2 separate regions of the Mus musculus genome follow, and region 2 is linked to region 1. Evidence: chromatin contacts called from public Hi-C data. All regions are on one chromosome and are shown on one strand. Each heading gives the region's core, a stretch centred on a gene start, on an enhancer-like site or on the middle of the called end of the contact. The rest is flanking DNA. Distances are from core to core; before and after follow the strand shown. Region 1 holds the start of Dmac1 (distal membrane arm assembly complex 1). Region 2 has its middle 120 kb from the start of Dmac1.

Evidence for each region. Hi-C and Micro-C count contacts between places; a contact is called where the count stands out from the background.
Region 2: a contact with region 1 is called in a Hi-C map of pre-pro-B cells, with 2.1 times the contacts expected there. The contact joins the enhancer-like site here to the promoter of Dmac1 in region 1. A contact is called at or near these places in 3 of 39 promoter capture datasets (the C10 cell line and the HPC-7 cell line), 1 of 484 Hi-C or Micro-C datasets (pre-pro-B cells), 1 of 115 datasets of contacts at active chromatin or transcription factors (bone marrow-derived macrophages) and 1 of 9 other capture datasets (liver).

What each region holds. Positions count from the first base shown.
Region 1 is chr4:75,275,389-75,280,352 of GRCm38.p6, reverse strand. Dmac1 (distal membrane arm assembly complex 1) reads left to right here and starts at 2,061. Exons shown (of 2, transcript NM_025849.4): 1 at 2,061-2,372; 2 at 2,584-3,002. The coding sequence starts at 2,102. The coding sequence ends at 2,648.
Region 2 is chr4:75,392,693-75,397,656 of GRCm38.p6, reverse strand. No RefSeq gene overlaps it. Among named protein-coding and RNA genes, the nearest start is that of Dmac1, 120 kb to the right of the region's middle. Within about 2 kb of position 2,871, at least 4 of the 459 cell types and tissues checked have an H3K27ac peak or open chromatin away from gene starts, as enhancers often do. A contact at or near this core is called in pre-pro-B cells, where this site is marked.

The DNA of each region.
Region 1 (4,964 bases), core at 812-3,311:
TCAGGAAAGTTAGCACCTGATCCCAAACTCATTTTTACATATGAAGAATTCTGAGTACCAGCAATTATAATAAATAGCCTCTGTTTCATTGCTGGCACATCACAAATATATGTAGCACAAAGGTATAAAATTAAAACTTTCCTAACATATCTTTTTCTATGATGTAACACATGGAGGCATTTGATTAAATATATGTATAGATATATAGGTATCCACAGAAAGCATGCATAATTTATTTCTATCCTCTATACACATGCACACACACACACACACACACACACACACACACACACACATATTATTCCAGTTTCCTTTAATTTTGTTTTGACCTATTTAACTACTTCTTTATTTTTACATTTTATCCTTTCCAAATATCACATTTTATTTGAGAAATTTAAATATTAAATTCCTCTTCAACAAAAACATTTTAAATGTTAATCAGAATGAGAAAATCTTTTGAAAATTGTTGCTCCATTTTTACCCGTTTTCTATAAAAGAAACCACCTAAACTCAAAAATAACATTTTCTTATATGACTTTTCCTTGGGAGACAAGAACAAACATTTACTAATCCCAGACAGGGCACTTGTGGACAACCTACTAGCACTGAAACAATTCTAAGCTTAGCTTAGTGAACCAGGAAATTTACTGAGCTGTTTCCTGAACCAAGGGTGACTATTTTGCTGAAAGGCTGACCCAGTATGGGGGTTACTCATGAAAGCTGAATCTCTGGGGCACTTTGCTCAATTTGGATGCCAACTCTGTAGGTCACAGTCCCCTCTGCCCAAGTTTTATTGTGTATATAACCTTAGGGTTGAATATTGTTTTTAGGAAATGATGAATTTGTTTTTTGAACCTTCTATGTTTCCTTTCATTCCTGGGTCTTTAGGAGCCTCCCTTCAGGTTAGAAGGTGTCAGTTTAGAGGAAACTGCTACATAAGAATTTAGTTTTTACCAATATCCTCCTGAGAACAGCAAGCACAAGAAATAGATAGCCAACTGTAAGCAGAGAGAATGAAAAGCGAGCTGAGACTGGAGTTGGTGACACCTGTTGTTTTGCAAAGACACAGTCAGAAAGATGCAGTCTTTTGTTTTCCATGTGTGTGTTGTGCATGTATATGTGTTTGCATGTGTGGGTACAGATGTGTGTATGGTCCCAGTTGCCTCTGGATACCAGGGATTACTGTCTAGAGTCTCTCTTGAATGCTTCTCACGTTATATGTTAAGGCAAGCACTCCACCTGAATCCAGAACTCAGATCGTGGCTAATGTAGCTAAACTGTTTCTCTTGTAGTTCATCTCCTTGTTCTGACTGAGAATTATAGATGCCCTGCCATACCCACTCAACATTCTGTGGGTTCTGAGCATCTGAACTTATCTTACATTTCCTGCCCGCAGAGCAAGCACTTTAACCACAGAACCATCTCCTCGGCCCTTTAAAGCTCATCTGACAGGATAAAAATGCAAAAGTGTAAAAAAAAGTCATTAACCTGAGTTTGCACCTAATTTTTTTTATGAGAATTAAAATCATAAATATGACACAATTGAGAGCACAACCTTAATAAACAAAGAGAGTATCCAGGTAATTCAAACACATTTTTAATATCTTGATTATATCTGTATATTTCTTTCAAAGTAAGTACAATGTGAAAACTTTGAGCCTTTACTGGTCTATCTTGTACTAGGAAACGAGTATGTTGAGAAACGGCAGAATACACAGAATTGCAATAGGTAAGCACTTGGGTAAGAACATACAATTACTTAGAATATAATCTCTGTTGATTAGACTTCATGCCAGGACCTTAGTTTGTGTTAGTCGGGAAGCTTAGAGATCCACAGTTTTTCTTTAAGAAGACTGAAATCTATACTTTCATAAAGTAGTATAAAACAGTTTCTAACACACCGGGATGAGGCAGCCTTGACTTTTGAACTTCTGGATTACACAAGCCTCTGAGGCGGCTGCAGCTCCGCCCTGTTCCGCCCGGCTCCTGCTGCAACTACATTTCCCAGAAGCGCGGCGGCTTTTACGTCAGCGTGCTGCTTTCCGGCAGCATTTTACAGCATTTCAAAGTGAAGGCTCGGCTCGCTGTGCACTCTTCTGACATGGGGTCCTCTTTTTCGGGGAGTACCGAGTTTTCCGCTCCTGCCCCCCCAACTGTTTCCACAGCGGTTCCCGCGAACCCACCCGCGAAATCCGCCGTGCCGGCCTCCCCCGCCCGGGACCCTGAGTTAAAAACCTGCTGGAGTTGTCGCGTGCTGTCGGGCTCTACACTCTTCGGGGCGGGCACCTACGTCTATTTGGTGGCCAGGCGGCCCCTGAAGCAAGGAATCCCACCTGGCCCAGGCACCGTTCTGCAGATGGTCATCGGCATCAGTGAGCAGGAGCGGGGACAGCGTGAGGGGTGGGGTGGGGTGGGTGATTACTGGGACGCCTTTCCCCTCACGGCCCTGTAAGAAAGATTACCGAATGATCGACCTTTCTTCTTCAACCATGAGAGGGTTAAATAAAATGCTTTATGCAGAGCACTGGGTAAACTAAAATGTAATATACAAAAGGCACTTTTTTTTCTTGTTCTTTTTTTCAGGTATTGCCTGTTGGGGTGTAGTTGTTCTGGTAGACCCCAAAGGGAAGAGCCACCCAGTTATTTGAAAATACCAGCAGTTCATTGTTGTCTATCATCACTGGCTTCTGGGCAGACAGAACAAGCGTTGGGTTGGTGGATATTCGTTGCACACACGGCCAAGGATGTACTTAACTGTAAGGACATACCGAGAAGATTGTGAAGATATGAGCTGTCATTCTTTGGCCATGGATGCTTACGGTTTACCCCCTCTCAGATTATAAAGAGACAAATAAACCCCTTGGAAGCAAACATGGTTCTCTGTCTTGTCCAGGGAGGTTATGTGCTGTTCAGTTTATACTGAAAGATAACGTTTTTGAGAACATATTAAAATGGGATAAATGATAAACCAACAGCAAAATAAACTATTTTTTAAATAATAAGTAGTTCTTTTAATTTTTCTAAACATATCAACAGTTATTGGCAACCTAACCCTAAATAGGTACATGAGAGTTTTTCAAACTTTCCAAATTATCTTCAAGTCCACCCCTGATTATATTATTGCATCTGAAAGCCTTGGACCTAGCCATTGGGTGTCCTTTAGTGGCTCATCCGTTCAGTGATGGAGCAAATTTTTCTTCCTAGTTCTGTCTTTCACAGCTGACTTAGTTTCAGAGAGCCAGGAGTTCCTTTATACATTAAATGTCAGTATGTAATAAAAGATGTAAATGAAAATATTTGAGAAAAATTCCAAAAGAAAAATCTGCTGATGGCTTTTTCCGTAGATATTTAGGATGAGTTTATAAGGGCTTTAAAAAGTTATAAAAGTAATGTATGCTTACTGTCAACTAATACTGAGGCTTCTCTGCAAGCATGTTTATTTAGGTGGTTCTTCAAAGCAGAAAAGGACTATGAAGTTCAGTACCAGTTTACAAGTTTTGACTACTATTTTGAGCAGATAATATTGTTCAGCTGGAACCTCTATACAAGCTGGGAAACCCCATCTACCTCCTTCTACCAACCCTGCATGCACTGGGAAAACTCACAAAGAATAGCACCCAAAACCCAGTTCTACATATCTGGGAGCCGATGCAGCCTGCCTTTCTGACATGGCCAGCCCACTCAAGTGCCCGCCAGTATATCCAGCTTTTGACCCTCCATACATGGACACAGCCCCAGCTCCTGGCCAACACACCATCTCCTGAGGTCTATAAAACCCTCGTGTCTTAGCCCTGACTGTAATATCCTCAGCCCTGGTCTTGGAGACTAAAGAATCTGCAAAGAAGGAGTGCCAAATCTGCATTTATTTATATCACCAAGAGAGAAAATACTTAATAATTATTACTTTAATATTCTTGAATTCTATACATTGAATATGAATTATTTTGATCATACCTCTCATGCTATTCTTTCAACTGCTTAGCTACCTCTGCAACCCTTCCTTTCAATAAGTTCCCCTCTTGTCTTTTTTTTTTTTTTAATGATACACCGAGTTTAATTAGGACTACTTGCATAAGTATAGGTAGGAATCTTAAAAATCTTAAAGTAATGAAGTGAATTTTGTTTTTTTGTTTGTTTCTGAGTATATCAGAAAATTGTCTATAATGACTGTAATGGTGCCATTTATTTATTTATTGTTTGGTTTTTCTCAACCTGACACTAGTGTTTTCAATTTAAAAAAGAAAATCCCCTTTTAGATTGCTTATGGGCAAATCTGGGATATTTTCTTGATTAATGATTATGTGGGAAGGCCCAGCCCACTGTGGATAGTACCACCCCCTCACCGGTAGTCCTGGACAGTATTAAAAAGAAAGCTGAGCAAGCTAAGGGCAGCAACCCAGTAAGCAACACTCTCTGACGTTAGAGTTTCAGTTCCTGCTTCCAGGTTCCTGCCCTGAGTTCCTACATTGGCTTCCATGATAATAGACTGTAAGCTGTAAAACTAAATTAACCCTTTTTTCCCCAGGCTGCCTGTAGTCATGATGTTTTATCACTACAGTAGAAACCATAATTGAGTTAGAGTATATTTGACATATATACCCTAGTCTACAATGTTACTAATAAAAATGGTTATATTCATCTCAACCTTTAACACAACATGTATTTGGGGGTTTTGTTTTTTATTTTCCTGAGAAGTGTCTTCAGTCCTAGTGCTGAGTGCTAACTGCCTAGAGTGGTTGTTACTGAAACCTGGGTGACTATAGCCGTTTATCAAAATAGAAGTGAAGTTTACTATATTTGATGGTCTTTTACATCAAATATTTCTCTTTTCCAATGTTGTTTGATTCCATTGTACCCAGAAGAGAACTTCAAGAATGGAAATTATTCTCACAACCCCTACAGCCGTTTCATTAACTGAGTTTTTAAGAGTCTTAATCACTTATTGACATTTCAGCTAAGTTCAT
Region 2 (4,964 bases), core at 1,622-4,121, 120 kb before region 1:
ATATTAACTCATTTTCTTTATTTTAGCAGATGTTGTCAAATATATAAATATTCATGGTTCAAAATCTTTAATTTATTATGGAGATTTTATTTCCCACTACATATATTGATTTGTTTTATTGCCAACTGAGTAACATTGTAACATACACATAGTTGAAAGAATAAAGTAAGGACTATTTTCAATATCCTTCTGTGAAAATTTTAATAAGCTCTCTTCTATCTCTATCTATCTCTCTATCTCTCTATCTCTCTATCTATCTATCTATCTATCTATCATCTATGTTTCTTTTTAAATAATATACATCAAGAACATATAATCCAATTAAATCCGATTTTTGGATTCATCATTAACATGATTTATTCATTTATGGGTTCCTTTTTTCATTTAAACATGAAACAAATATTCATTAGGCTTAGAATACATATATATATATATATATATATATATATATATATATATATATATATATATATATATCATCATTCAGATACTGGTCTTTGGAGATGCTAGTGAATTTGATTCTTTCAGCTCTTCATTTAGACAGAAAATGAATATTAATTGAAATTTAGCAAAGATATACCTTATATTGGAGGATGAATAAGAATAGTGGACATATGCTCAATTGAGACAGAAAGAGAATGAAAACCTATGAGAAAAGTGCAGTGATAATGACTTGCAAAAGAAAAATAATTTTTCTCCAATAAGGTCTCACTGGATCTACAAGTGATACTTAAGGGTAGGGTCCACAGCTAACAAAAGACAGCTGAAACAAAACATAGTCAATGCTATTTTTGAATGTTTTGTCTCATAATTCTTTGACTATTTTTTTTAATCTTATAGGTCTTTCACTTACATTTTATCGTTTCCAGTTTTATGTTTTTAATAGGATTTGTGTGTGTGTGTTTATGTGTTTCTTGTGCTTTGTTTTGGGCTTTTATTTCTGTTGGCTTGCTTTGTCTTATTATAGCTTGCTTGGTTTTTTTTGTTTTTGTTTTTTCTAGGTGTCTGATTTCTAATGAATGAGAGCAAGCTTGTTGTGGATATGGGTGGGTTTGGAGTTGGGGAAGATCTTGGAGAAGTTAGTAGAAGGAAAATTGTAATTAGAATACATTGTTTGGAAAAAGTCTATTCTTAATCAAAAGGAAAATATAGTGAGTGACTTGTACCATGCTAAAGCACAGAGCTGGAGGAAGGTATGATGTTAAGGCTTGTTGGTAATATTACGTTTTATTTTTACATTTAGAACAGTAGGACACAGAAAGGGAAACTATCACCAGAAAATTCTGATTGGGTTTGATTGGAAAACATTCTGATTATAGTGTAAAGACTGAATTGAAGATGTGCCAGGATGGAATCCAAGGGAGAGGTCGAGATATTATAGTAGTTCAGGGCAAAGATGGTTATCAGTTGGACAAAAATAGGTGGTAAGGTGAAAGATAACTGAAATATAAGAGTAATAGTATAGTAATGTATAAGACATCATAGTGAGAGCAGAGATAAGTGACAGTCTGTTTTTACTAATGAGTCAACTGTGACAGAACTAAGAAAAGTCCTCACAGGGGATATTGTGTTTTAGTATTCTCAATCATACCTTCCTTCTTCTTATTCCTGCTAGTGGTACTTTAGTAAACTTCAGGTTGTAGTTTCTCAAAGTCTTTAAGTTGGTCCTCTCCTTTTCTGCCCTTCTCTCCTTTTCTCTCCTTCACTGAAATATCCTTATAGGATGTGGTGATATATTTCCACCCCCCAATTAGTGCTTGATTTGTGATCAGTAATGGTTTTATAGTATCAAGATATTTGACAATGTCTGGAGATACATTTTTTTTCTTCAAACTAAAGTTATGGCATGTGGAATTTGGCTACTGATATGTACTGGATAGAAAAGAGGTATATTTATAAGCTTTGTAAAATGCACAGTATAGTGCTCTAGAGAAAATCTAGAAATCTCTGCCCCAAATACCAATAGAGTTAAGGTAAAAGCAAATTATGTCACAGAAGTTGACATTTTATAAAATCATCTAAATATAAAAATACTGCAGTAGCTACCTGCAAAAGATAAATTTAAAACTCTAAGGAGAAATTCAGATTCTGGGCTATAGCACAGGAAAAATCTATTATGAAAGAACAGTAATGGGAGAAAAAAAAACTGCACTGTTGCATTTCTGAATTAAAGGCAAGAGCAAGGCCAGCCAGACAAAAGTATAATTTATTGCCTAAACCATTAGCTGATTAGATTTTCCATAATATGGGTTTGAGACTCAAATGGATTACAATGGTGATCTTTGGGTCCAAACTAGAAAAATCATCTATCACATATGAGAATGGAGCAGGGAAAGAATATAAAATATTTAAAAGCTGCTGTAACTAACTTAATGAATTACACCAGTAAGGGCAAGACATAAAAATCCTTAATCCAGGGGAATGCCAAGGAAGAATTGGCAGGTAGTTCCCATCTTGTCCTGTTGTGAGAGATTGCAGCCCATATGTTCCTGCACTTGGGGCTGCAGAACAGTGGAAGCTTTTAACACTATATACATAGAAACCCTGCATCTTGCAGAGAGTGAAAAGGTTAAAAAAAAAAAGTCCTTGAATCCTGGACCTTCTTGGGCATTTTCTTTCTGGCTCAATATCAGATTCCTTTCCCCCAGATGGTATTTTTAACTTATTGTATTTTATCTTTAATGTAATCATCTTAGGGATTTTAATTGCTTATTTCCAATACTAATTTCCATTCCTCTGAATTCAGAGGAAGTGAATCTGCTTTCCTTTCAATAATACAAAAACAATTTTGAAAACTACCCAGCATGAATTGTATTTAGTTCTCCAATGAAAGGTCTGCTGTGTGTCAGCTATATGCACTTGTATGCATATGTGTGTGCTTAGTATTCTGCATTTGCATTTCTGGGTGTTGCTGGAAGGAAATGACTGATTGGATGCTCAAATACCATTGTTATTTATATAATAGTTTGAGACCTGTATGTTTAGAAAGGATTCTTTTGACTATTAGAACAAATCATTTACACTTCATTTTATATTAAACTGAAAAGTTTAGGCTAGCAAAACCTCGGAAAACTCAGGGAGTTTTCTAAGTGGAAGGAACAGGCAGACATTTTGGGGACCTTTTTGTAATGCCACTCTCAAGTATACAGCAAGAGGAATGAATGCAGGAGCTGTGTCGTGGATGTATTTCTTCCCTGTACTTTCAATTGTTATTTTCACTTCCCTTTCTGTGTGTCAGATCAGCTAGTGAAACTTCACATACTAGTGATCACTGATGTCTTATATATTCAGCATCTCAAACTGGAGTTAGCCTGTTGACAGGCTTCATTTTCTGAGTCCTTCTGTTGTGAGCCACTGCCATCAATCACATCAATTTCTACCCCACCTACCTTCTTAAGATGAAGCTTTCAGGTTTTTTTTTTCTTTTGAACAAAATCATGGTAAATATCTGATTTTTTTCAGTTTTGTGCATTTCCAATTCCATGGACACTTTTGTATCTGTGTTCTGTTTCCTTTCAGCTGTCTATGCAAGGTCTTTGCTTTTCTCTGGAACAATTGTGTGTCTGTGATCTCATGCTTCAGGTACTGCGTCCCTTTTAGTCTTTAAGTCTTGACAATTAAACATCTGAATATGGCCCTCACCTTGGGTCTTCCCCATTCTCATCTCAGCAGGGCTGCATGGGAAGGTTCTCCCTCCTCCCACCTCCATCACTGCAGATCTTCATCCAGTTACCTTTCCTGACACTGCACTGGCTCTCTCAGGACTGCATAGCCTGAGCCATAGAACAGTGAATAAGACAGAACTAATCTTTTCTTTGTTTTTCTTTTGATGCCCTATGTCCATGAACTAATTGTGAACTATGGCAGTGGTTATAGGTATATACCCACCTGAAGTCTACGTTTGGCATTGTTGAGCCCTTATTCTGTAATTTTTTTTTTCTGTTATTGTGGCTTGTTCCTGGTTTCTGTCTCTGTTTCTCCTTAGGCTCCTTTGGGGCCTGCTTTTTTTTTTTTTTCTTTTTTAAATCTTAATACGCTATGCTGTTAGCTTCAGTAACACTACTGTAGAATACTAAAATTTGCATGATGTTGAATTTACATTTTTTCTTACACTCCAATTCTATTTTGAACATTATCTTTTTCACGTTTCCTTTGTAAGTTCCATTTACTCTTCAAACTCACTATATTTTAATCTATGTCCAATATTTACATTAATCCTTCATTCTTTATGTTCTCCAGTGTGGTTGCTACTTTTCCTGATAGGCTGGTCCTAATGCAGCCAAATCCACTTGGGACAATAACTTATTTACATGGAGTCAATGCAAATTCTCGTATCTTCTCCACCTATCTGATTATTTAGTTTTACTTACTTTATTTTTCACATAAAATAATAGCTTTTATACATGTGTAACCACTGCTATAGTTTACAATTAGTTCATGGACATAGTACATCCAAACAAAAACAAAGAAAAGGTTACATCTGTCTTAGTCACTCTTCTATTGCTGTGAAAAGATACCATGACCAAGGCAATTCTTATAAAGGAGACTTTTCAAATGGGGCCCTGCTTATAGTTTCAGATGGTTAGTTCATGATAATCATGGCAGAAAGCAATCAGAAATGGGCAGTAGCTGAGACCATTACATTCTGATTTTCAGGGAGAAGGAGAGAGAGAGAGAGAGAGAGAGAGAGAGAGAGAGAGAGAGAGAGAGAGAGAGAGAGAGAGAGGGAGAGAGAGGGAGAGAGAGAGAGAGAGAGACCTGGTATGGGCTCTTAAAACATAAAGACTAACCCCAAGTGACACACCTTCAAGAAGGCCACACCCAATCCAATAAGGCCACTCCTCCTAAGTTTTCCCAAACTGTTCCACTACCTGGGGACACAGCATTCACATATATGCATATATAGCATCATTCTTATTAAAAATGCCTACTCTTCTAGAACAAAGAAGAGGCTACCAGTTACC